2 separate regions of the Mus musculus genome follow, and region 2 is linked to region 1. The links are chromatin contacts, called in public Hi-C maps. All regions are on one chromosome and are shown on one strand. The core of a region is the stretch at or near the end of the contact, and the rest is flanking DNA. Distances in the headings are between cores, read along the strand shown. Region 1 has its middle 44 kb from the start of Rasa2. Region 2 overlaps C430002N11Rik (RIKEN cDNA C430002N11 gene).

Evidence for each region. A called contact is a pair of places that touch in the nucleus more often than the background predicts.
Region 2: a contact with region 1 is called in a Hi-C map of the N1E-115 cell line, with 2.3 times the contacts expected there. The contact joins two enhancer-like sites. A contact is called at or near these places in 1 of 39 promoter capture datasets (embryonic stem cells), 1 of 15 datasets of contacts at CTCF or cohesin (CD8 T cells), 69 of 484 Hi-C or Micro-C datasets (B cells, CD4 T cells, CD4 single positive thymocytes and 41 more) and 36 of 115 datasets of contacts at active chromatin or transcription factors (the 230-238 cell line, CD4 single positive thymocytes, CD8 T cells and 30 more).

The regions. Positions count from the first base shown.
Region 1 is chr9:96,673,032-96,677,940 of GRCm38.p6, forward strand. No RefSeq gene overlaps it. Among named protein-coding and RNA genes, the nearest start is that of Rasa2, 44 kb to the left of the region's middle. Within about 2 kb of position 2,355, at least 33 of the 459 cell types and tissues checked have an H3K27ac peak or open chromatin away from gene starts, as enhancers often do. A contact at or near this core is called in CD8 T cells, the N1E-115 cell line, the SCID.adh cell line and 5 more, where this site is marked.
Region 2 is chr9:96,770,799-96,775,707 of GRCm38.p6, forward strand. It overlaps C430002N11Rik (RIKEN cDNA C430002N11 gene), which reads left to right. Exons shown (of 5, transcript NR_102296.1): 4 at 683-815; 5 at 2,438-3,599. Among named protein-coding and RNA genes, the nearest start is that of C430002N11Rik, 7.7 kb to the left of the region's middle. Within about 2 kb of position 2,508, at least 98 of the 459 cell types and tissues checked have an H3K27ac peak or open chromatin away from gene starts, as enhancers often do. A contact at or near this core is called in CD8 T cells, the N1E-115 cell line, the SCID.adh cell line and 5 more, where this site is marked.

The DNA of each region.
Region 1 (4,909 bases), core at 1,105-3,604:
AGGAATGGGGGAAAGAGGCAGAGGAGGAGAGAGGATATTATTGTGTGAGTTCTTCTATCCAGCTTTGCTCAATGCCTATGATGGTGTGTATCACTTAACAGTGGGGTAAGCTCTGAGCTGTGTCACTAAGCAAACTTGTTATGGAAAGAACCTCATACTTGCACGGACTTAGTATTGGTGGATTGCTGGATGCACTGGAGAAAAATGGCGACCATGAGATGGTTGAGGCTGTTGCTGGCCTTACTGGTGTATTCCTCAAAACAAACTTTGACACACACAAACACACTCTGAAATCACCATAAAAGCACAGTACCGGAAATGCATAAGCCAGCAACACAGTTGTTACACTTTGAGTCTGAAATGTCCTCCCCAGGATCCTGGTCCCTAGCTGGTGGTGCCATTTCTGGAGACTGGTGGGCCTGGACGTAGGCTCCTGGAGTGGGCCTTTGAGGCCTGCTTTTAGTGGAGACCTTTCTGCTTCCAGATCCACCAAGATATGGACAGACCACCCGTACGTTCCCATGCCTTTCCTTCAGTGGTGGATCCTAGCCCCTGAACTTGTAGGCCCAAATAAATCCCCCTTCCTTCATTCTGTCTGGTATTTGGCCATGTAATGAGAAAAAGTGACCCAGTTAGTACTTTATGGTCATTATCAAGTATTGTGCAATACGCAGAATTGTGTTGCCCTGTTTTTATATGGGTGTGTATATATAGTGTATACAGTGATGTAGAAGTGCTCACACTAGCGTGACCTAAGTCCTGAGTGACATTGGCCTTGACGTTCTGATGGCAACTGTGTCACTAGGTGCTGAGAATTTTTCAGCTCCATTATACCCTCATGGGGCCTTCCATCTATATCCAGTATGTCATTGATCATATAGCACAAGACCATTCATACAGTCCTTTCCTTATGCTGAACAATGCCTTCTGTCTCTGGCATCTGGAAAGTTCTCAGTAAGGTCCTACTCAAGCCCCAGTCACCTGATCCTGATTTCAGATCTGCTTGGAAAGCAGGGCTGTTGAAGAAGAGGGTCAGGGTGGCTTTTGAAGGAACTTTAGGGGTTTTCCTCATAAAAATAAGAAAGGGCTCAGCAGGAAAACCCACAGATATCCTATACTAAGAAGACTTGGAAAGGCCAGCGCTTTTTAAAAATTCTGGGGGAAGTGCCTTGTGTAGGCAGCCAGAAGCCACTTGCTCTTCAGAGAACTGCGAGTGGATGGAGCTATGTGAGTTGACTGAAGGACTTCAGTAGGGTCTGCAAGTGGGCCCCATGGGGATCCCCTCTCTCTCCCAGCCTGGACATGTACAGCCAGGACGCATTTCCATGTGGTCCGATTTCTTTTCCTTCACTTAGGTTCCCAATTCCTTCTCCTTCCATTAATGGGTAGCTAGTTCCTCTCCCCAGCCCCACCTTTCTAAAGAGACTTCCCATTTCCACGACCAAACATCCATCCTCACTTGTCAGTGTTCATGCTAAAAGGTCTGCGTGCTGGGAGTGGCCTCAGTCTTGGGCAAACTGGGATGTTGGTCAGGCTGGATGGCAGATTGTATGCTCGGTGGGTGTCTCACCTTGATGTCACTATACAGTTGCTTGGAGGACCGTGCTGGGGAAAGGGACCCTGGGCTTCACTCTTCTCGAGGGTCCTGCTTCACGTCAGAGGCTGAGTTGAGGATGGATTTTCCCAGAGAGCAGGCCAAGACCTGAGTGGCTGTGGGGTTGACCAACTGGAACAATGAAGGGATCTTTGAAGAAAGGACAGACACACAGACATGCATACAGAAACTCTGAGATCAGGTGGGCTGTATGCTTTGATGGAGACACACCAGCAGCTGCCCAGAAACAGGGCATTTATTTTATACATCCAAATTGAGGAGATGGATATCTGTCTGTCTGTATGTCTGTCTTAATGAGGAAGCAGATCTAGCTTATCCTGGTAGGAGGTCTCTATAGGGTAGCTGTCTCAGGCTGTACACACTGGGGAGGAGGAAGCCGTAGTGCATTCTTTTCTGCTCATACTATCAACATCTGCACAAGGGTAAAGGGAAGGTTTCATCATTCCCATGCATCTGAGGCATTAGGGTTTGTGACACAGCTGTGCTCATGTCCACAGCACATGCTCACCAAGGACTTCATCCCACAGAGTAGCAGTGAGGCCCCAGGCAAAGAGATGCAGAGGTCTGAGTCTGTCTCTCACCAGCACTGGGGTGCAGAAACTGTCATATTAAGTGTTAAGAAATGACCCCATGGACAGAAGAGACCATTTTAATAGGCCAGGAGCTTGAACAAAGACATACGGTGGAGAAAGGGCTAGCTGGTGTCTGTGGGAGTGGTGACAGCCGGCCCCTCCCTAAACTCAAATGTAAAGGACAAGAATACAGATGGAATCCTGTATATTATGTGTCTGGGTATTTGAAAGCTGTAAGCAGGGCTAAAGGTCTTAATTAAATATGTTCTCTTTGCCTCTTGTACGTGGTCTCAGGTTGGTTGACTGTAGGAGAGAAAGCAGCCATCTCAGAGATGTGTCAGCTCCTCTCTGGCAGTGCCTGGCTGCTCCTGTGACGTGAGTAACCTTCTATGGCTGACATGCCATTTCCTTGCCCTACCATTAGGGGGACCAGGGTGTGTAGCTGATTGCCCAGACTTTGGGCTTTTGCTATTCTACAGCAGAGGGCACTGAACGAACCTGATCTCTGCAGACACTGGTTTGTCCTGAAGATTCTGGCTCCCATCTAAGCTCTGGCCTTCTCCACATGTCACCCTTTTGGGGGGGTGGGTGCATTTCTTTGACTCATCTTTCATCTCTGGAACTCTGGCTTCTTTCTTATATAAGCTTCATGGGAGACATCTTTCATTTCCGGTATGAATCATTCTAAAACCAAAAGATGATCCCTGGTCCTTCCTTAACCCTAGCGTCTCAAATCCAACCCAACACCAAGTCCCACTGATTCTACCTTCTAAGTCTCTCTCAGCTTTTCTCCTTCTTCCCCATTGCCACTGCAGACATACAATCTAAGTCACTATCACCTTTAGCTCAGTCACTTCCTAACAGCTGTTTCTAGCCATCACCGTCCACCAAGGCATTTTCTACATTCAGCCAATGTGGCTTGCTTTTTTTTTGAAACAGGGTTTTTCTATCTGGCTGGCTCGAAACTTAATATGTAGACCATGCTGGGGCTTGAACTCAGGGGGCTTCTCTTTCCTCTATTTCTCCCTTTCTCTCTCCCTTCTTTTTTCTTCTTCTTTCCATCCTTTGGATTGAACCCAGGGGCTCACACATGCCAGGCAAGCACTGAGCCACGTCTCTAACCTAAGTGCCTCTGGGTTGCTCTTCATACAAGACCCAGATCTACAGCACAAAGGCCCTGCATATCTCAGCCCTTTGTCATCCCTATTGATCTCAAGCCTGGCTCACCTGCATTCTGGTCAGGACCGGCCTCCCATGCAAGGCGATCTCTCCAGAGGCGGACCTCAGCACACACCATTCCAGGGCCCAGAACTCCTCTCCTTGCTACCTGTTACTCAGCTCACATGTCACTTCTTCAAGGCCAGTTTTTCTTAAGGTTTAAACTAGGGCAGTGGCTTTCAACCTTCCTAAGTCTGTGACCCTTTAATACAGACCCCATGCTGTGGTGATTCCACTGCTCCTTTCTAACTATAATTTCACGAGTATTATGAATAGTAATGTAAATATCTGATACACCGGGTATCTGATACGTGACCCCCAAAGAGGTCACGACCCATAGGTTGAGAATGACTGGACTAGGGCATGGCCTGCTAGCACCAGGCAGTAAGCGCCTCTTCTTCACAGCACTTTACAGTGGTTGCAATTACTCATTTTCTGGTGTGTTTCTCTCCGGATCATGCAAACCGCTTTCTGCTTCTCCTGGATTCTCAGGACCTAACTCAGCTGTGCTTCAGGGACTTGGTGCCAGTCTCATTTGAATCTCTGAGCATGTGGCTAGCGGTCTGTAGGCAGCCCCATTCTTCCAACTGCTCAAGTTTGAAAACTTAAAGCGTTAGCCTTGCTTCGTTTTTCTTATGTCCTGGCACCTAACCAACACCACCAACAACTATTAAAGCTATCTTCAAAGTCCACTCAACGTCTTCAGCGTTGTGTGCTTCCTAACGGAAGAAGAGGGTTCCACTGAGGAAGACTTCTTGGCAATTCCTACATTGTGAACACCTCATTTCCTTATGGCTAAATTTAAAAGGGGGAGGAATGGCGTCTACTGATCAGGAAATGATGCCGCAGACCTCACTAGATTCTCATTCAAATTATTAAATAATAGCAATTATGAAAATAGGATATCTTAAGATTTATGTGTATCTTTTATAGTCATGTGTGTGTGTGAAGTGACGGCAAGAGAGGCTCTGTTCACACGAGTGCAGGCTCCTGCAGAGGCTAGGGCTTTGGGTCCCGTGTAGCTGGAGTTACAGGTTGTTCTGAGCTACCTGACATGGGTGCTGGGAATCACATTTTGATCCTCCTTAAGAGCTGTATGCTCTGTTAGCCACTAAACCATCTATCTCTCTGAGTGAGCAGAGGAAGCCTGGGGGAAACATGGATAGTTGACATGGGGACACCCATGAGCCTAAGACTCATGGCAAGGCCTTCCCTGGGTCCATGTGCAGATGGTGGTCCTGTGTGCAGTATCAGCCACAGCTTTTCTTCTTCTTTTTTTTTTTTTTTAGATTTATTTATTTATTTATTATATGTAAGTACACTGTAGCTGTCTTCAGACACAGATCAGGGCATCAGATCTTGTTTCGGATGGTTGTGAGCCACCATGTGGTTGCTGGGATTTGAACTCCGGACCTTTGGAAGAGCAGTCGGGTGCTCTTACCCACTGAGCCATCTCACCAGCCCCAGCCACAGCTTTTCTTCTCTCAGATGCCTTCAGGTCACA
Region 2 (4,909 bases), core at 1,258-3,757, 98 kb after region 1:
CTTCTACCTCTGTCCCTCTGTCCACCATCCATCACCAGACATTTTTTGAGCTCACATCTCTGCTGTAAGGTGCCGTTATCATTGCTCACTGGGTATCGTTTCTCAAGTGCCTTTACTGTTATTTTAGTATCATCTTGGTTAGGAGAAATCAAGCATGTTTAATCTGCCATCGTTCCCTGAATAATTATTTACTCCCTGGGTAGGTTCTATTCCAGTGGTCCATGTTTGAAGTCCTAGCTCTTTTATGTGTTTTTCCTCAAGTAGTAGGTCCTTGACGTTTTCATAAGATGAGGCAAGATGGTCCTAGCCGGGGTGACTTGCTTTAGTTGAGAGCCCTTCAGAGACTGTCTACAAATGCAACCCCCCTCTAGATATAGTCTTTCTGAGCTTGCAATTAGCAGCAGAAAGGATTTTAGGCAAAGGTTCAGAAAGGATGTTACAAGGAGTGATGGAAAGGAACCATTTGTGAGGAAGATAGCATCACTGCCAAGCCCTGAAGTCCTTGTGAGTATCCTTTTACTGTAACCATTATCAGATCGTTCCTCTGTGCCATTGCAGGAGGTCGGCACGGATACCGGCTCCAGAACGAGGGTGGGTTCTTCCTTTAAAATGTAGAACTAATTCCATCCTGAATATGAGTCATTCACTAGCTCCTAATTCACGGTCACCATCACATTTGCAGTAGGAACATGCTGCGTAAAACATTGTGGGATTAGTGAGCATCTGGGCATCTTAAATTTTGACTGGCAATTGACTCTAACTTCAACAGACGAAGATCCACCCTTCATCCAGCTCTCCAGGAATAACAGTAATTGGTAAGCATATCCCTAATTAAGGGATGTAATTGTAGTCATCCAGGTCTATGGCCATACCGCCCTGAATGTGCTGGATCTCATCTGATGGTAGCTGTCCATGCTCTTTTAAAAAGCCATATTATAAAAATTAAAACACTGTGGACAATTTTCAGTATTAGGTGTGTTTAGAGCTCATCTAAGAGTCTCAGGTAAGCAGAAGCACCCCTCCCCGAAGCTGGCAACTGGCACCTGATTTTCTTGGAATTCTTAAAGAGCTAGAAAGTTGCTTGCAGTCTGCTACATGACAGAACCCAAGATCAGAAAATGGAGCAGTATCCAGCCCCAGGGTATCCATCAGATAACAACTGTGCATCCTGAAGGATAGATAGGATGGGGATTTGGAAGGGGGTGGGGTTAGAAGAGTGTAGGTACTGTCACTCCCTGGAGTCCCTGGGGGAAAGAGGGCAGTTATCTCCTGTGCCCTCTTCTCTCACCAAATCAACACGCCAGCCATCAACACCCTTTATCCACGTTGTCTCTTCCGACATCACGCTATCTTAACAACCGCTGCCCTTTCACAGCGTCTTCTCAGTCACGTGTGTATTAATCACCACAAAGGAAACGAGAAAGGCTGAGTGAGAGGCAGCCGAGATCAGCATACATGTAGTCAAGATGGGATTTTAAATGGGAAATCGGTTACACAGACGTCAGAGAACCAGAGAAGCTCAGACTAGTGGCAACAGAGAGTCACACCCAGTCTGTGTGACAGGAATAATCACAGGGGGGTCTACAGGAGTCACTGACAGCAGTCAGACTGGGTAGATTTTTTTTCTGGCTGGAGCCATCCTGTGGCTCCAGTAACACCATTCAAGGGCCACAAGCTTAGCAAGGCACCTGGCCTTTTCCTCCCTCCTGTCCTACAAAGGTTTTCTCTTGGGCCGTGTCCAAGCTAGAGCCTCCCTGACCTGCATTAAGCCCGGGAAACCTGTCTACAGAGGTCAGTACCTGCCACCTAGAGCCACAAGGAGAAGCATGAAGAGCGGCTCTGAAAGCAAATAGGCTATGACCTGTGCACTGTATTGTGCTCATTATGGGCAGCCCATAGTTAACTATATAGCAACATACTCTGCATCTTATAAATACATGTATGCTCTGCAGCTCTCTGCTTTCAGTCCAATGAGCCATAACCCATTGCCAATATGGCTGTCAATTACATGATATTTAAAAATTTAGCAGCCAGGAAGTTTATTGACCATCCTTCTTTGAACAGAAAATTATTTCCATCTTCTGGTTTTATTTTCAGTCATAACACTAGGAGCATCTGGTTCCAAACACACAGCTACCAATCCTGCAAATGCATAAATGCCACACTACCCACACACATACAGCTTCATCTGTGTGGCCTTTAAACCAAGGCCATCTAAGCCTAATGACATTTTTGGGTAACTTTCACAAGAAGACAATAGAATAACATTTTGAAACCTGGGCTTTACAAGTGGGAAAGGACTGCTCTCTCTCCCTCTCTCCCTCTCTCCCTCTCCCTCTCCCCCTCCCCCTCTCCCCCTCCCCCTCTCCCTCCCCCCTCTCTCTCTGCTAAAGGAGAACTGTGCTGACTATTTTCTTTCACTCTTTCCACTCCGCAGGAGGTAGAATAAAGCATTAGTCACAGACAGCTCCTGCTTAGGCTCTGAAACCTGTAAGGCATCTGGAGAATGCTGGAGTCTGGCTTCCTTGAACTGAGAACATCAAAGGCAATGAGAAAGACTGAGAGGTACCTCATCCTCTGTCAGCCTGCGTCATCTTCCAAGTCTGAGGGTTCTGCAGGCAGAGAGCCAGGCTGCACGCCACGAACCCGTGGCTACCGACTCACTTCTAACTTTTCTGAGTCCAGAGGTCTCCTTTTGATCAAGAAGGCTTTAAATAATAAGAAAATGGAACCCTGACACTATTAGGTCGTTCTGGCTATTGCTTCTAGCCTTTTGCTGCTAGCAGGTTACAACTTGAAACAACAAAAAGAAACCACATACTCAACTTAAATAATGGTAACAAAATTGAGTAGGAGGGAGAAAAGGAAACTATGTAATAAAAGGAGCGGGAGTAACAAGGACACACCCCCCCACCCCACCCCCACCCTGACCCTAGCCAGTGATCCATCCTTACTCCAATGGTGTCAGGCTCCGTTTTCAAGGATAGGCATAGAGAAAAATCTCCCAATAGCAGGCTGTGGCGCTAATACCCAGGACTGTACAAACCGCCATTGCTCAGAACAGTTAAAGCAGTCTCTAGAATGGCCTTGACAGGCAAGTATTTTGAAGGGCCCTGTCAATTTCAGCCATGCAGCAGTTTCATGAAGCTCTAGTGAGCCCTGAGCAGCAATGTAGCAAGGGAGACAACAGGAGTTCCTGGAGAGGGATGGCTTCGGCATATAGAAATCTCAGCAGTGTTCAGAACCCAGCAGAGGGGAGATTTAGATTTGGAGGGTGGGGGTGAGAGGACTCTACGTAGTACTTACAAGCTTTTACCTGGGCATATTTTTAAAAATTTTCTCTTGTGTGTAGAATTAGGGGAGGAATTGCTGGCCACGTGGGAAGTTTATCATTCTCAAGACCTGCTGCACTCTTTTCCCAACTGGCTGCACTGTTTTAAAACCCCACGTGCAGAGTATGAGCCTTCCAGTCTCCTCATCCTCGTCCATGGTTGTTACTATCTGTCCTTTTATTGCCGCCACCCTAGAAGGATGTGACATGTCCTTGTGATTTTGATTGGCATTCCCCTGGCGATTAATAACTTGAGCATCTTTTCTCATGTTTAACACTTTATTTATTTTACGTGTTTGTATGTGGTATGTGTGTATGTGAGAGAGAGTGTGTGTGTGTGTGTGTGTGCGTGAGAGAGAGAGAGAGAGAGAGAGAGAGAGACTCCAGTTCTCTCCTTCTGTCATGTGAGCAGGGTCCTGAGACTAGAACCCAGTCATCGGGTGCCTTTACCCTCTCAGCCGTCTCACCAACTCAAGCCCCTTGTATATTTTTTCTTTAAAGAGATGTCTATTGGGGTTATCAATCATTTCATTGTTAAGCTGTAAAAGTGAATCTTCATATGTTCTAGATACAAGTCCCTGTTTAGAAATAATTCGCAAATACTTTTTCCTATTCCGAGGACTGTTTCCTCAACTGTTCTCTACCTCAATAATTGCAGGCAGACATGGTGCTGGAGAAGTAGCTGAAAGTTCTACATCCAGATCTGCAGACAGCAGGAAGAGAGAGAGAGAGATACTGGGCTTGGTGCATTTGAAACCTCAAGCCCCCTCCCCCCCCCCCCCCCCACCCAGTGACACACTTCCTCCAACAAGGCCAAACCTCCTAACAGTGCCACTCCCTGGTGACCAAGCTTTCAAATATATGAACCAGTGGGGGCCATTCCTATTCAAACCATGATATCATCAAGATGTTATGATCCAAATTTATATCCCTAGATTCTTTCCCTAGTGGAGCAGTTAGCTGATTGAGTACTTGCAGCTGTAGATCTAACAATTGTAACCATCATGATGAAAGTAGAACCGTTGGTTCCTAAATTTATTCCTCCACTCTCTATACTACACTAGGCCTTCTAATTTTAGTAGTAATTTTTCCTCCAATAGGATGCTCAGGCAAAACCCTAGGAATCAATCAATCACAACTGCTCTTCTTCCTCGGAGGTTATCCAACTCCAACTCCCCAAAAAGCCTTGCCCTGGGACTGAGAGATGACTCAGCGGGTAAGAGCACTTCCTGTGCAAGCAAGAGGACCTGAGTTCAAGTCCTCAGTACCCACGAAAGATGTCATCATAGACCGCACGTGCCTGGAACCAGTGTTCTGGGGCAGAGGCACAGATCCCAGCTCAATGTCCAGACACCCCAGCTGAAATGGTGACCTTCTGTTTCAGTGAGTGATCCTGTCTTACATGAATATGTGGAAAAAGAGCAAGATGCCCAACATCTTCCTTTGGTCTCCACATTCGTGCATGGGCACATAACCTGCAAACCTATGATACACCAGTGCTTGTGCCCCTCCTCACCAGAGAGAGAGAATGAGAGAGAGAGAGAGAGAGAGAGAGACAGACAGACAGACAGACAGACA